2 separate regions of the Mus musculus genome follow, and region 2 is linked to region 1. The links are chromatin contacts, called in public Hi-C maps. All regions are on one chromosome and are shown on one strand. Each heading gives the region's core, a stretch centred on a gene start, on an enhancer-like site or on the middle of the called end of the contact. The rest is flanking DNA. Distances are from core to core; before and after follow the strand shown.

Evidence for each region. A called contact is a pair of places that touch in the nucleus more often than the background predicts.
Region 2: a contact with region 1 is called in a Hi-C map of regulatory T cells, with 1.5 times the contacts expected there. The contact joins two enhancer-like sites. A contact is called at or near these places in 1 of 15 datasets of contacts at CTCF or cohesin (the NIH/3T3 cell line), 2 of 484 Hi-C or Micro-C datasets (the MNK3 cell line and regulatory T cells) and 3 of 115 datasets of contacts at active chromatin or transcription factors (astrocytes, embryonic midbrain and stem cell-derived neural progenitor cells).

The regions. Positions count from the first base shown.
Region 1 is chr12:79,699,995-79,707,586 of GRCm38.p6, forward strand. All of the region lies in intron 8 of Rad51b (RAD51 paralog B), which reads left to right. Among named protein-coding and RNA genes, the nearest start is that of Gm36048, 95 kb to the right of the region's middle. Within about 2 kb of position 3,762, at least 3 of the 459 cell types and tissues checked have an H3K27ac peak or open chromatin away from gene starts, as enhancers often do. A contact at or near this core is called in regulatory T cells, where this site is marked.
Region 2 is chr12:79,962,322-79,969,913 of GRCm38.p6, forward strand. No RefSeq gene overlaps it. Among named protein-coding and RNA genes, the nearest start is that of 4933435C09Rik, 30 kb to the left of the region's middle. RefSeq lists an enhancer at 6,309-7,592. Within about 2 kb of position 3,265, at least 136 of the 459 cell types and tissues checked have an H3K27ac peak or open chromatin away from gene starts, as enhancers often do. A contact at or near this core is called in regulatory T cells, where this site is marked.

The DNA.
Region 1 (7,592 bases), core at 2,512-5,011:
GGTGTTAATCTTGCTGTCAGATGAATGCAATCAGATTTTGGACTGGATTTCTTCCTGTGTGTGGAGGGGGGGTGGATTTTTATAGCACATTCTCCTGTAATTGCCTTTTGCACACACACCCAATGTCTCATTTTCAAGAGGACCCAGCCAAACCCATCATGGCCTATAATTAACAACTAAATAATATTTTTAAAGATCTGATGCCATGCACAAAAGTTATTTGAGTTAAAATCTCAGTTTATTTCCTTTTGCTTTTATTCTATGACAAGGTCTCACTTTGTAGCATAGATTGGCCTTGGAACTCAACTATCCCCCTGCCTCAGCTTCCTGAGTGCTGTGGTTGCACTCAGTACTCCCCGAGTGATAGCTCATTGGTATGTAAACGAGATAGTTATTTCAGCTCTTTGGATGCTTAAGTCTTTCCTAAGGTGGATGGCTGAGGTTGCCTGCTATGGTCAGTGTCAAAGTCGATGCTGAGATGAACCATGGTAGCCCTCAGGTGGTGGCAGAGACGAACCCTGTTTGCCACTGTTGCTTGTGATGACTAGTGTTAGTCATCAACTTGACAGGATCTAGAGTCCTAAACCTCTGGGGCTCGTCGATGGGGGATCAGCTTAATTAGGACAGTTGATGTGGGAAGGCCAGTCTCAACTGTGAACAGTACTGTTCTCTAGGCAGGGAATCCTGAACGGAATAAATCTGAAGAAGCAAGCTGAGCTTAGCATTCATCACTCTCTGCCCCTTGGCCAGCTCCTGCTGCTGTGGTAGATTGAACTGTGTGCCAAAAGAAACCCTTTCTCCCTTAAGCTGCATCTGTTGAGGTATTCATCACAGCAATGGAAAAGGAGAGAAGATGTTATTTAGGTCAGACATGCCCTTTCAGACGACTAGCAGAAAGCTGTCTGCTACTTACCACTTGCCATTTCTGTGTTTCATAGCGCTCAGGCTGAGCTTTTAAAGATTTCACCTTGTCATGGCAATACCATAGACCATCTTTGTCTGATTCCTGAAGGCAGGGAAGGGAGAGTTTTTGGTGTTTTTTTTTTTTTTTTTTTTTTACAAACCTCTTTAGGTCATTCTGATGTTCAATTTGAATTAAGAGCCACTTTTGTTGCTGAGATTAAAAGTTTTTTGTTAGCCAAAATCTACTCAGACTATCTCAACTGAAGGGATTTACCATAGGGAAGCAGGAGAATCGCAGTCCCGTGGATTAGATTTGGAGGCTTTCGTAAGAGACCAGAGCTGGACTTTCTAGCAGCGGCCAGGGTGGCCTCTTCACCTCAAGACCACATGGCATCAAATAGCCACTTGATTCTGTATCTACTTTCTTGTTTTCTTCCTATCTGCTGGCCAAAGCACATAGATACATCCCAAGGACCCAAGTTCATCTGTTCTTCCTTCCATTTCCCAGCCTGGGTCAATTAGCGTGGACCCATCTAAATTCCTCGGAGGATCTTATTGCCCTAGCCTGGGTTATATGTCTATCTTTTATCAGCTCAGATAATGTGGTGTGAACTGGCTTCCAAACCCCCAAGCCCATCCCCTGAATGTGTGGATTCATACTAGAAGCTGTGTAGGTATCTCACAGTGTGTCATACTGCTGTTTTGTCTTGTTTGTTTTGTTTTGTTGAGACAGGATCTCACATAACCCAGGCTAACTTCAAACTCACTATGTTGGAGGATGGCCTTGAACTCATGATCTTTTTTCCACCTCCTGAGTGCTTTACACTACCTCCTGAGTTCATTACAAGCATGAACCACCATACCCAGCTCAAAATGTGTCTTCATACTTAACCATAGCTTCCATCCTACCCCCAAAACCATATTAAATAACGATTTCTATTTCTGCCTTATTGATGATGACATGACTGTGTGCCACAATCTCATCATATTAGAAAGATTTTCTTGCAGATGTTGCTCCAAGAATCTTTCCTCTTTCTATGCCTTCTTCTCCCTTTTATGAATATGATTGTGACACTGTCTATATGTGAAAGTCAGAGTTTTGGGAAGTCTGCTCCTCCTAAATAGTAAAGTTGAAGAGTAGAGAGTAGCATGGAAATACTGTCTACACTGCGTGCACCTTGAATCACCTCCGTAGAGCATGCTAAAGGGCACTGAGCTCATTTACTGTGGAGATGCTGAGACAGAACTTTATAAAGCTCTTCTACACAGAAGGCTGCTGAAAGATTCAAAAGGAAGGAAGGAAGGGAGGGAGGGAGGGAGGGTGAGAGAGAGAGAGAGAGAGAGAGAGAGAGAGAGAGAGAGAGAGAGAGAGAAGAAATACCAGGCTGGCAAGATGCTCAGCAAATAAGCAAGCAAAGACCCTTGCCACCAAGAATGCTAACCCGAGTTTGATCCCTCTATCTACAAGGTAGATGGAGGTAGCTAACTGTGAGTTGTCATACACATACATACACACACACACACACACACACACACACACACACACACACACACACAAATACATGTATTTTGTTTTTAATGTTGCCAGGAGCTTGGCACATAGCTATTGTGCTGGCTAGTTTTATGTCAACTTCATATAAGCTAAAGTCACCTGTAATCTGTTAAGAAAAATGCCTCCATAACATTTGGCTATAGGCAAACCTGTAGGGCATTTTCTTAATTAGTGATTGATGAGAAAGGACCAGCCCATTGTGGGTGATGCTATCCCTGAGCTGGTGGTCCCGGGTTCTATAAGAAAGCAGACTGAGCAAGCCTTGGGGAGCAAGCTACTAAGCAGCACCCCTCCATGGCCTCTGCATCAGCTCCTGGCTCTAGGTTCCTCCTTCCTTTCCTCCCCAAGTTACTTTAGTTATGGTGGTCTCTCACAGCAATATCAACCCTAAGATAGCTAGTAGTCAGTACAACCTAAATGATAGTGTTTACTAAGCATTTCTTTTACCAGAAATGACTGGGTTCAGACTGATGGAATAAGTGTCCAGGAATAGTACACAACGGTTTCCCATTCTCTCCTATTCTATCTAGCCTCTATCTTCCATATATGGGATGACCAAAGGAGTTCATGAAACTTGGCTCTCTAAGAGCTCAGATTTGGCAGAGGAAGCAGCCATTATTAGGCCAACATGGACACATAGATTTGGAGGATAGAGTCCACCTGCTCCGTCTCATCTGTATAGGGTAGAGAGGGGAAAGAGGATTCTATGAGTCAATCACATTCTGGTTTTGCTGACACCCACCCCTTCATGGAAGATGGGAAGCAGAGACTTTCATGTAGAGGAGGTGATTCGCCATTGAGATGATCTGAGAAGGCAAAGTTAAGGTAAGGCAGTGGTCATTGATGTATTAGAAGCAAAGATGAATCTAAGGAGAAAAGAAGAAAAGAAAGAAAATGAAGGGGGCTGGATTTCAGTAAATCGCAATGCACAACAACAACAAAAAATAAATCATGGAGCAATAAATAACGTGATAGGAGAAGTTAAAGCTACAGGTGACCGTTGGTAAATGGTGCCACATCCAAGAAGATTCACCAGGAAACAGCACAGATGTCATCCTTAGAGTAACTGGCAAATTCTTAGAACTTGTCTTTGAGTATTAATGCAGGAAGTCTTCCTATGTTTTGCATATACCTAAAAACCTAGAAACTCAGGTTGAAAGAACAGTAGACCCAATCCTTAAGTAATGTTTGAAAGTAATTTATAAATAGTGATAAAATTGGGTGCCAGATGCAATGGAGTTTCCTGCCTAGTATAGGTGGGGGAAGGGCTGCAGCCAGGTTTTCAGTGCTCTGCCCCTTTCTGCTGCGCTTCCTTCGCTTCTGCCTGCTGGCTCAGCCCGCTGGTTTGGTTCTCAGCTGCTACTTTAGCCACGTGGCAGCCAACCTGCTTCTCAGGACCTCAGAAAGCACAAGCGCCTTCTCTGGGCTCTCCAAGAGAACTCCCCTGCCCCCGTGGCACGAAGACAAGGGTGGGGGTCGGTGATAGCAGTTCTCATAAGGAGGGGTCCTCTGTCAGAAGTGTGGAAGGGACACCTGTCAAGTGGAAAGAACACAAGTCTCATAGTAGCACAGAGGCGCTTTTACATCCCGTGGCGACTGAGATACATTCACTAATGAAAAAGCACTAGCAGAGACAGAAGGGCCGCTTGGTCAGGCCTTGTCCTCCACCTGGAACTTACCAATTCAGCTAGACTCCCCGGCTCGAAAACCCCAGAGACCCTTCTGCCTGTGCTGCCTGGGCACCAGGATTACAGATGCGCGCGATACCATGCCTGGCTTTTTCTGTGAGCTCTAGGCATTGAACTCTGCTCCTCATGCTTGCACTCGCTGACAGTCATCTCTCCAGTCCCCCATTTTTTGATGCCTATAATGCATTATTATGGTCACCCTGTGCAATCTGTCATTACCCACACAATACAACATACCCAAAGTTCAAAGGCAAGTTATTCGTCCTGTTTAATTGAAGATCTGGACCCCTGACTCTCATTCCCCGCCTGCCCTCCCTCCCTGCCTCAGCACAGATAACCACCATTCCATTCTTGGCCTCTAAGCTCCACGAATGAATGTGAACATGCCAAAACTGTTTCTCTATACTTGGCCTATTTAACATGCCATTTGCCAGCTCTGCACATTTTCTGACAAAGACAAATTCCCTTGTTTCTTTCTTTTTTTTTTTTTTTAAATTCAAACCCAATTTAACTGTACTCTACATCTTAGTCTATAACTTGCACATTTCAAGAGGTAAAGGACAGTAAGGGAAAATTATGAAACAATATCCAGTTGATAAACAGCAGCCTTGTCTTTTTGAGATACGTTTGATATTAGAGATCTAATTCAGTAGCTCCTCAAGCCTCGAGAAAGGGGTTTGGCAAAGATTCTGCGTCTGTCTTTGGGTATGTTTGGAGACTAGAGCAGACTCTAAAAACATTAGCATTCTGCTTATTATTCATTTATACCTCATCTCTATCCAAAACATACTTACAGTGGCTTCAGCTTTGACATGGTAATCTCACACATGACATTTAAAAGCCGCAGAGACAGAAAACCTCTCCCTTGGTACCCTGAAGCACAGCTTCATTTAATATGGTTTCCTAAGCTAAATATAGTCAGGAAGGCACTGTCTTTTTAAAAAAGTTTTGTATTGTTTTAAAACAAAACAAAACAAAACAAAACAAAACAAAACAAAACAAAACACCCTATTCTTCTATTCCTGTGCATGGCAACTCAACCCAAGAGCTACCCAGTCACTAACCAGAAGCCAAGAAATCAGCTTAACTCCTCACCTCAGTGGCCCTGCCCTGTCTACTCCCCTAAGCTTCCCTTCTTGGTACCCTCCTGCCCTGCCCTTTGTCCACATTCATGCCCTGAGCATCTCTCACCTGACTGGTTTGACAGTTCCTCTCTGGAACAGCTCCTACCCCATTGTTCCAGGACCAAGTGTCCATTCTGACCTAATGCTGGGACATCCATCCTTCCCTTGGTGTCTTTTAGTTGTCTCTAGGATTTAATTGAAACTCTTGAGCATGCTCACTGGACCCTGAGCTGCGTCTCTCTGAATGGCCTCTCCTTTGCCTTGTTTCTTTATCACCTTCCTCCAAACACTGAGGCCGTTTGTATTCCTCAGAGTGGCGCCTATGATCCACCTGCTTGTAATTTACCCTTTCCTACCTGGCTAGTCCTCTTGCCCCGAAGCAGACCCTGTGTTCAAGACTCGGTGACACCTCCTGGACAAAGCTGTTTTCACAACCCACCCCCTGAAGATCAGACACTCTCTTTCTGTGCGTTTCCCTGTTTGGGGCCCATAAACTGTTACTCACAGTGTTTTCTCTTCACTGGGAGTGAATGAGCATAGGAACAAAGACCACACTGTGTGGTTTCTGTTGTCCTTAGCTTATAGCATTTCACCTGACACATTTACAATATTCTATACATGTTCACAAAGCCCTTGTTTATATGCATGGATGAATAATTTAGTACTTTTTGTTAGTGACATTCTTTCTACTCCTGTAATTGCGAGGAACTGGATCAGCTCTTCCCACACAGTGACTGGAGGTCCTGAGCGTTGCAGAAATCTGGCTGTAAAAAGCAGGCTTATGAACAGTGGCAGGCTCTCAGCTATTGACGTGACGTCGTCAACTCCTTGTAGGGTACAGAACAGTTGCTTCTTCCTTCTTTGGTCTTTACTGTAATACACAGAAAGACTACATAGGAATCTAGGCCTGAGGATATCTGTGGATTGAGAAGGGACTTCAGAACTTTAGGAAACCTCATCCTTGTCGTTTCTCTGACCTGTGTTCCTTTCTGGAGAGTGGGTGAGATAAATGAATCACTCAGTGTCCAGCCCAGGCTCTGAAAATTGACAGGGCAAGGCAGAAGTGAGGAATGCTGTTAAAATCAGCAAGTACCGAGTGACCATTGCAGACCCACACTCTGGGAGGCAGAGTGAAAAGACAGTGAAGACCTTCCTGAAACACAAGCCATAGCTATTACTGTCGCTGCATCTCATACACCTCCTGTGACAGGTTCTGATGGTACAGTTATTTAAATGTATAAAATACAGCGTAAAGCTCGGGAAATTATCTTAAAGCCCGCCACAGTAGCAAGTAGCAAGTAGCAAAAATGAAGACATATTTCAGAGTTAACTAGGGCAATGGCCTAAATCAGAGATTGCAACTGGTGACTGCTGGGACTAGGATCGCAAGATTTTCAAGCTCAGGAAATTGTTAGTAAAAATCAAAAGTTTCTCACTTGTGGTTCTTTGTGATCTTGGGTGTAAATAGGTCGCGCATGACTCGATGGCCTGTGGGGAAACCTACAAAGGTTCCGTATGTGTGGATTCTGGATAAACACGAGGACTGTTTAACTGGCCGAGCTCCCCTACGTGTAATGCGTAAGCACACGGGCAAGCAAAACTAGGAACTGAAGAATGCCTCTGTCTCACAGTAGAGATCCGAGAGGTCAACAAACCTTTCTGTAAAGGTCCTGATAAATACTAGAGACTGTGTATATTAGATGGTCTTCGAAGCAGTTCCTCTCTTCTGCCATTATAGCCTGCCACGGACTGTGAACAGTTAAGCATGGCTATGTTTCTGTGAAATATGAAGGCTGGGAACTTGAATCTCATGTAGTCCCCACATGTCACAAATATGTTTTCTATTGTCCTTGTTCAAATTAAGAAAAAAATCACTAAAACCATTCTTAGCTGGTGGGCCATATAAAAACAGGAGGCAAGCCTCAGCACGTAGATTGCATGGACACTGGATAGTTGCCATTGTAAAGCCTTGCTCTTAGTCTGTTTAAAGCTAGCCAGTCCCCACCTCCACCCCAAGACCTCTGCCCCCGCCAAATGAGCTAGGCTGTTTTGTCCTGTGTGGAAGCTAAGGGAATTCTCTTTTCTCTATGTTTTCCCATTCTGAAGAAGCTGCTTGATACCCTGCATGGATGTAGAAAAGCCAAATGGTTCACCTTGTGTTTTCCAAACCCTCAGAGACTAGTCTACATTTCAGACAGCCTGGGTGATGAGTGAGCCCCGTGCTTCCCACAAGGAACCCTATCCCTTAAGCATCTGTGGCCCAGTCAAATTTATGCATGGAAAGGCTAAGTGAAATCTATTAATATCCTAGCTAGAAAGAAAACT
Region 2 (7,592 bases), core at 2,015-4,514, 260 kb after region 1:
GCCCCAACATGGTCTACACACTCCCACAGATGGCCAGTCAAAGGGGATGCTTCACAGGACGTGTTTTCAGCTGACTCTGTAAGCTCCACAGATGCATGCTGGAGCTCGCCATATCAGGTTTTCTCCTACCTGCCCAGTTTTGAATCCCTTAATATCCCTGAGGTGGCTTTATTGGGGATACATCTGAACAGATTATTACTGCCCCCCATCTCTTGCCATGAGTAATTATCTCATAGTAATGAATATGCAAACCTCGTAGACTGAGGTTTCATGGTATGGCTGCCTCCTGGGTAAACCCAAGCAGAGACCATCTATCAGCAGGTATCAAATCTCTCACATCAAAAGCCCAGCAATTCAGACACCAGGAAAATGCTGGTCCCATTGGGGATCCCCACACTGAGGGGGACACTGAGGGGGACACAGAGGAGGGAAGGAAGCAAGCAAGGCAAGACTCTAGGATGTGTGTTGAGACCAGTGTGCGTGAAGCAGCCAGTGAGCATGCAAGGCTTTCGTGAGGCTGGGCCCAAGGCACAGTTCCAAAAAGAAGGGTGACACTGAAGGACACAAGGGCCAGAAGGCTAAGAGATTGGAGTTCTTCAGAGTGCCTGAGACATTGGACGATACTCACGCTCCACTCTCCATTTCGTTCCTGTTCAGTTATCCAACACTGGATAGCACACTGACTGCCCTAGACTCGGCTCCTTCACACAGAGATTAAGCTGACTCAGCTTGGCTAGCCAGTTCTAGGGAGCATTTACCATTGCAGTTCAATGGCTCCTAAGGCTAGAGCCATGGTAAAGATCTGTGCGCCAGATGCCCAGAAGAGCATTTCGTGAGGCTGGATCCAAGCTGTAAGAGGTCTAGAATCTCCCTAATAATCATAGACTTTTGGTCAAACATATCGCCGCGGCTTACCCAGGTTCAATGAGGAAAGTGGCATGGCTGCCACCTTGGAGACTACAATAACCTCCTTTCTATAAAAGACAAATGACCTCAGCAGAAAAAAGGGAGAGGGGCAGACGGACTAAGAGTAAGAATGGGAAATAGAAACCAGGCTATGCGTTGGGAGACTTTGGGTCTAAAAGAAGGCGGTTCTCTCAAGTCCCACCCCACTGTTGCCTTACTTCACACCCCAAGACTATGCCTAGACCCAGGGTTCTGGAGCCAGAAAGTAGAAGAGAGTGGAAAAACCCATTTACATCATCCTAACCAGCCCACATTTAAGAATGAGCCTGCGACGTGACCATTGCAGTAAAACTGTTTATCTGTCCTTGCTGAAGTGTGGCCTCTAAGGGTCATGATCTTCTGCCTATGACGTCCCCACAGCAGTTGCCCTGGAGATGTGGAGGTCAAGGATGGTAAAAAGAGCTTCTTGCCAAGATGATCTCACATAAAAATCCCTTTGCTGGGGCTGCAGCCCAGCAGCGGAGTGGACGCTTACCATACACAAGGCTTTCCGCTCTGTGCTCAGAAACAGGGAGTGGGGGAGATTTCTTTACTTTCTTGTGACAGACCACCTGGCAATTGAGCTATGAAGGGAGAAGAGAGCACCATAAATTCCTCGTGTGTGTACACAGGCAGGGAAGGGTGGGCAGAAGACAGCGTGTTGTAACCCTTTGATTCCTTCTTCTTCTTCTTCGATTCTTCTTCCTCCTCCTCCTCCTCCTCCTCTTCCTCCTCCTCTTCCTCCTCCTCCTCCTCCTCTTCCTCCTCCTCTTCTTCCTCCTCCTCCTCCTCCTCCTCCTCCTCCTCCTCCTTCTTCTTCTTCTTCTTCTTCTTCTTCTTCTTCTTCTTCTTCTTCTTCTTCAGACTTGCCCTTGCAAGGGCTGTCTATTTAACCACCATGGACTTTGGTCCTGGAGCCTTGTCCTGGAAGGCTGCATTGCAGACTCGTCTGATTGTTTGAGACGACCTTTCCCACTCATCTGGCTAAGTCAAGCACAGAATCTCATTCCTAAGACTGGCGTTGGCTTTCTCCAGCTCCTGCAAGTCTCTCCATTGCATACAGAGACCATCTTTGTTATTGCAAAGCAGAGCTTTGCACATCATATGTCCCCTACAAAGTCTCTTTTAGCTCTACTCAAGAGAACTCTTCAAGCCAGGCGGTGGTGGTGCACGCCTTTAATCCCAGCACTTGGGAGGCAGAGGCAGGCGGATTTCTGAGTTCAAGGCCAGCCTGGTCTACAGAGTGAGTTTCAGGACAGCCAGGGCTATAAAGAGAAACTCTGTCTCAAAGAAAGAAAGAAAGAAAGAAAGAAAGAAAGAAAGAAAGAAAGAAAGAAAGAAAGAAAGAAAGAAAAGAAAGAAAGGAAGGAAGGAAGAAAGAAAAGGAAAGAGAGAAAAGAAAGAAAGAAAGAAAGAAAGAAAGGAAAGGAAAGAGAGAAAAGAAAGAAAGAAAGAAAGAAAGAAAGAGAGAGAGAGAGAGAGAGAGAGAGAGAAAGAAAGAAGAGAGAGAGAACGCTCTTCAACCTTCAATAACAACAAAATTTATTTGCTACCCTGCCTCCCTTGAGAATTCCTTAGCTCATGACACAATCTCATCTTTGTTCCATGCAAACACTACTTCTATTTGCCTTTTTAGAAAACAAACAAACAAACAAACAAACAAACACTGGCTAGCCCACAGCCCCAAACAAAAGCCTGAACCCTGACAAGAACCATCATAGCTCCCAAATCCCAAGTGACAATAAACAGGAAACCGAAAGAGTGGTCATCCAGATTAAACAAGACAAAAGGGCCTGTTCCCTCAAAAAGATTTCACTTCTTGCATCCAAAGAAGATATCTTTCCCAAATGCTTTGACCCAAGTGTCCTGTTAGTCTGCGTCATTTAAAACCTGAGTTCCCAATTGGTTTATCATTTTATTTTAATCACCTATGCTTCCTACAGAAACATGGAAAATGGTTCTCTCTCCCCCTCCCCTCTCTCTCTATGTATGTGTGTCTGACTGTGTCTGTCTCTCTGTCTCTCTCAGTCTCTGTGAGTGTCTCTCTGTCTCTCTCTCTCTGTGTCTCTTTCTCTGTCTCTGGCTATGTGTGTATGTGTCTGTCTGTCTCTGTGTGTGTCTGGTTTTGTCTCTGTCTCTTTGTCTCTGTGTGTCTCTGTCTCTTTCTGTTTCTGTCTTTCTCCTTTCTTTCTTCAATTAAACATGTTGTGGCGAGCATATGAAATCCAGCCTCACTTGCAGCCCGCCTCAGGGAGCGCGCGGGGAATGCGGGAGAACCAAGTTTGGAACCGCGCGGGACCGCGCGCCACGCGTGCGCCCAGGCCCCAGCCAAGCTGCGTGCGCGGCCCCGCTGCTCCCGGCTCCGGCCGCCGCTCCTCACAAGGCTGGCTTTGTTCTCTCGGCTGTGTTTTAAATATCTGACGAATATTGCCCCCCCATCCCTGAGCCAAATCCCCCCCGTACAAGGGTGCATTGTGGGGCTGAGCAAGGCGAGAGGGGGCTGGGGGCGGTGGGGATAGAGATGGAGACGCTTGCGCGCCAAGTCCCCTCGGCCATCAGAGTCACCTGGGTTTAGGTGTGGTGTAAACTGAGGGTGGAGGCGCGGGAGATGGGTGGTGGATGGAATCTTATTTTCTTTTTTCTAATTCCAGAAGTAGAAATTGAAAAACAGGGGCCTCGGCAGGAAGCAGATTCTATAAGGAAGTTTGTAAAGGGGGACGTCACTCCATCCCCAGCCCGGGCAGAGGCAAGCTGTACCGATAGAGCTGGAGGCGTTGACCCGCAAAGCCCCACGCCTGGTTTCTTATCGGACCATCGCTGTACATACTTAGAAAGTGCCTATCACTCGGACACTTTGAAAAGTGTTGCATTCCAGCGCAAACTAACCCGACTGGGGTGGGGGAGGCAGTTCTTCCTCCCCCAGCTCAGGGCCCAAGAGGCCAGGGCTGGCTTCCTGCAGCCATAGGACTACTCTGGACCCTTGAGGAAAACCACACCTTCCATGGTGCAGCCTCTCCCTCCTGAGGAGAGATAGAGGGTGATTGGGATGTAGGTCAAACAAAAGTGGGCTTTCAGCTGGCGCGGAGCTGCCAAGCCTCTCCCCTTTCCTGGCCATGCTGGCCTGCGCTGTGGACCACAGGTAGTTCTTTCCCAGCGCAGGTGTTTGGTTTCCTGTGGAGGGTGAAGGAGGTCTTGAGTTGTCTCTAGGGAGGCTTGCTAAACAGGAATCACAAAACCCACCTGTCTAGCCTCGCTTCTTATTTTAAGGTCAAGGAAAAACTGCTTTGCAAACAAGGTCTTGTGAATTCAAAATGTGAGCCTTTCGTTACTCTGAATAAAAGTTATATTTGGTTTTAAATTTAACTAAAAGGCATCTTTTATAACCCACCTTGTGAATAATGCCTGTATCTCTTCACTTGCAAAGTGTGGCTGGGGAACTGTTCGAACAGCTTGCAAGCTTTGCAGTCCTTATCCTAGCCCTGAATGGGGGCAGCAGATCCTCCCTCTAGCCATTTCCTGTAAGCCCCAGGGCCAAACTGACATTTCCCTGGAGGCTAAGAGAGGGCTCAGTTGATAAAGTGCTTGCTGTCCTGGCAGGAGGACCTGAGTGTGTAAAAAGTGAGGCAGGGGATTGGAATTTAGGAGCTGCAAAAGCCAAGGAGGAAGGGGGCTTTGTCCAACCCAGCACGTAAGCTCCAGGGTTAGGGACAGTCACTGTCTCACCAAATGAGGTGGGGGAACGACTGAGTAAGACACCTAACTTCAAACTAGAGCCTCCACACTATGCAACATACCACCGCCACGCTGAAGGAAATAATAAAAAATTTAAAAACAAGTTTCCCAGCTGGCAAGAGCATAAATAGCTTATCAGATAGCTTTTTTTTTTTTTTAAATCATAGCTTGCTTTAAACTAGGTCACGTTCTGCCAACATTCCAATCAATACCTAAATATAGAGATGACCTGTCAGAGATCAACTCTCTTTTGACAATGAAATAACGTGTCCTGTGCCACTCAGAAAGATAAGGCCGAGGCAGCTGGGGGTCCAGCCTCCTGCCCAGTGATGGGAGCTCTGTCCCTCTGACGTGCTCGCCTGCTGCTTTCCTCACATGTTCTCCACATGTGGGGAAATTCTGTCTCAAGAGTAAAGCTTTGATGAAAGAGTCTTGGTAGTGAGGGAGTTTTGAGGAGAAAGGGTCTCAGTCTGCGCTCTAGAACTGCCGAGTTTACAAGGACCACACCAGACAATGCCAGCTCCCATTGCTGACTGGCAGGGACTTCCTTGTTGGTCTCCTGAAGAATGTCTTCAAGGAATACTAAGTGTCCTTTCACCACTCTGTTGGCCGTAAGCCCCCTATCTCTTCAGATGATAGCAACTTGCCCCTGTCCTCTGTCATGCAGTGAACAGAGCGGCCTGGAGCTGCTGTATCTTAGGAAAAGCCCTGACTAGAACTCGGCCACTTGACTGACCTCCCTGATAGGCATGCCTAGTCTCTCTAGCTGTGTAGCAGGGTGCTGGGTCCTCCGACCCACTTTTTTCATGCATCCCCAAACTCAGGAATGCTGGAAGGTGTATGGGCATGTGCACAGGGCACCCTGCTGTAGGAAGCAACCCTCACCCACAGCTTCATTGCATGGCAATGTTTGCCCAAGTAAACGAGAGGTGCCAGGATTTACACCTGTTGTGCTTCCTAAGATGAGATCATTCTAGTCGCCTTTGGCTTCGACCTCTGACTCTGGCAGAGACGTATGTTTCCCTTTGACTTATATAACACCATCCCAAGCTCTTGGGACAAGCTCTGGTTTCAGACTGTCCCAGGTTGGCCGGTGAACAAGTGCTTGAGGCATCCACGGTGCTGCATCCTGCCAAGCAACAATTCCATTTCTGCAGCATCACCTGCTGCCCGTTCAGTGGTGCTTGTGTGAGTCTTGGAATATTTTCATTGCATTTTGACCTGAGTTCTTTCATAAGAATGAATGGAAATGGAAACTTGAAGTACTGATGTTGGTGATAAAAAAGGGCAGGTCTCACAAACCTAATGTAACTTAAACAAAGATGGAAGTCATTAGGCAACGCCAAGAGTGGGGAATAGTTAGCCTAACTCAGATGCTCTCTTGATTTAAGCCAGACAACTGTGTGTTCAATTGTGAAGGGGAAAGAATACACTGGGAAAGCCCACATGAAACTGTGGACATACACGGTCAAAGATTGTGTCTCCAAGGCAAGTGAAATTACTGTATTTGCTCAGTTTTAAGGCTGCACTGATTTAATAGAAATTTTGGGAGGCTTGGTGGAAAAGATACAAGAGATTGTGAATCAAAAAAAAAAAAAAAAAAAGCAATGGTAATGCTATTTTACTTCCAAGGAACAGAGTGTCCCCTTCAAGCATGCATACAGGCTGCTTGCTTACCTCCTTCTTGTTAGATGAGTGAACTTTCAAGAGAGCAGTGAATACAAGAAGATCAGGGTGCCTAGAGACACTGCCCCTGTGGGACTCAGCCCAGCTCCCTAACAAGGAACAAAGCCTCATGTTAATGTGCTGAAAGGAACAGTGCAGAGAAGTGCAGGAGAAGTGCAGAGACTACGAAGGTTTCACAGTCCCAGGTGACCAACAAGTAGACTAAGAGCAGGTATGGTGATAATGTAGTCCATTAATCTCAGCACTCTGGAGACAGACGGAGGAGAATGAGAATTTGAGGTCAGCCTGGGCTGCATAAAAACACTGTCTCACTGTTGGAGCAGTGGCTCAAGTTAAGAACACTGCTGCTCTTGCAAAGGACCTGGCTTGGGTAAGCTACCCCGTGGTAGCTTACAGCTGTTCATAACACCAATTCCCAAGAGTCCTCCTGCCCTCCACAGGGACTCCTGTGATGTGCATACATATAGACAGACAAACAGACACTCATAAAAGTTCAAAAAAAAAAAAAGACGATTCTGTCTCCAAAACTATTTAGGGCAGGAAAGAGGAGGAACCACATATCTAGCGGGACCTAACAGCCATTTTGAAGTTCTTAGACACTAAAGCCTTGCCTTTGCTCTCCAGAGGTCAACCCATTTGTTCTGAACCCCCCATTTTGTTACTCATGTCCTTCATAGGAGTCCTCTGACCCATTCTAATCTCTCCAGTCCCAACTCTGACAACAGTGCTCCCTACTTCCCCGAATGGTCCTTCACTCATCCTTTCACAAAGTAAATGCACTGTCCTCCAACCACAGACTTCTTGCCAAATTCCTCCTGTCCTTGGGCACAAACAACCCAGAAGTGCTCTCAGATCCAGAACATTGTTGGGGAGTGGGAGGGGTGAGTAGAAGGGCTATTCACCCTCCTGAGCCTATGATGGGATGTCTGGGCAGCTACTTCAAAAACACCAGGGCCTGAGACCTGTTCCAGGGATGCCACCCAGACGGGACACTGCTCAAAGCCGCCTCCAGTCCTGGGAACAAAGGTGAGGAACTCTTGACAGGGAAACTTAGCCCTACTTACTGGGTATGAATGATACCACTGGTCAGCCCTAGCTGAGAGGGGGTCTGGGCTCTGTTTTGTTCTTCTCTGTTCTAATCTTGATACTTTGACTACATTCTCATTCCCTGTGGCTTAGGCTGTAATGGTGAGAAGCAACAGTCTTAAAAACCTCAGAGGAGCCAGCTC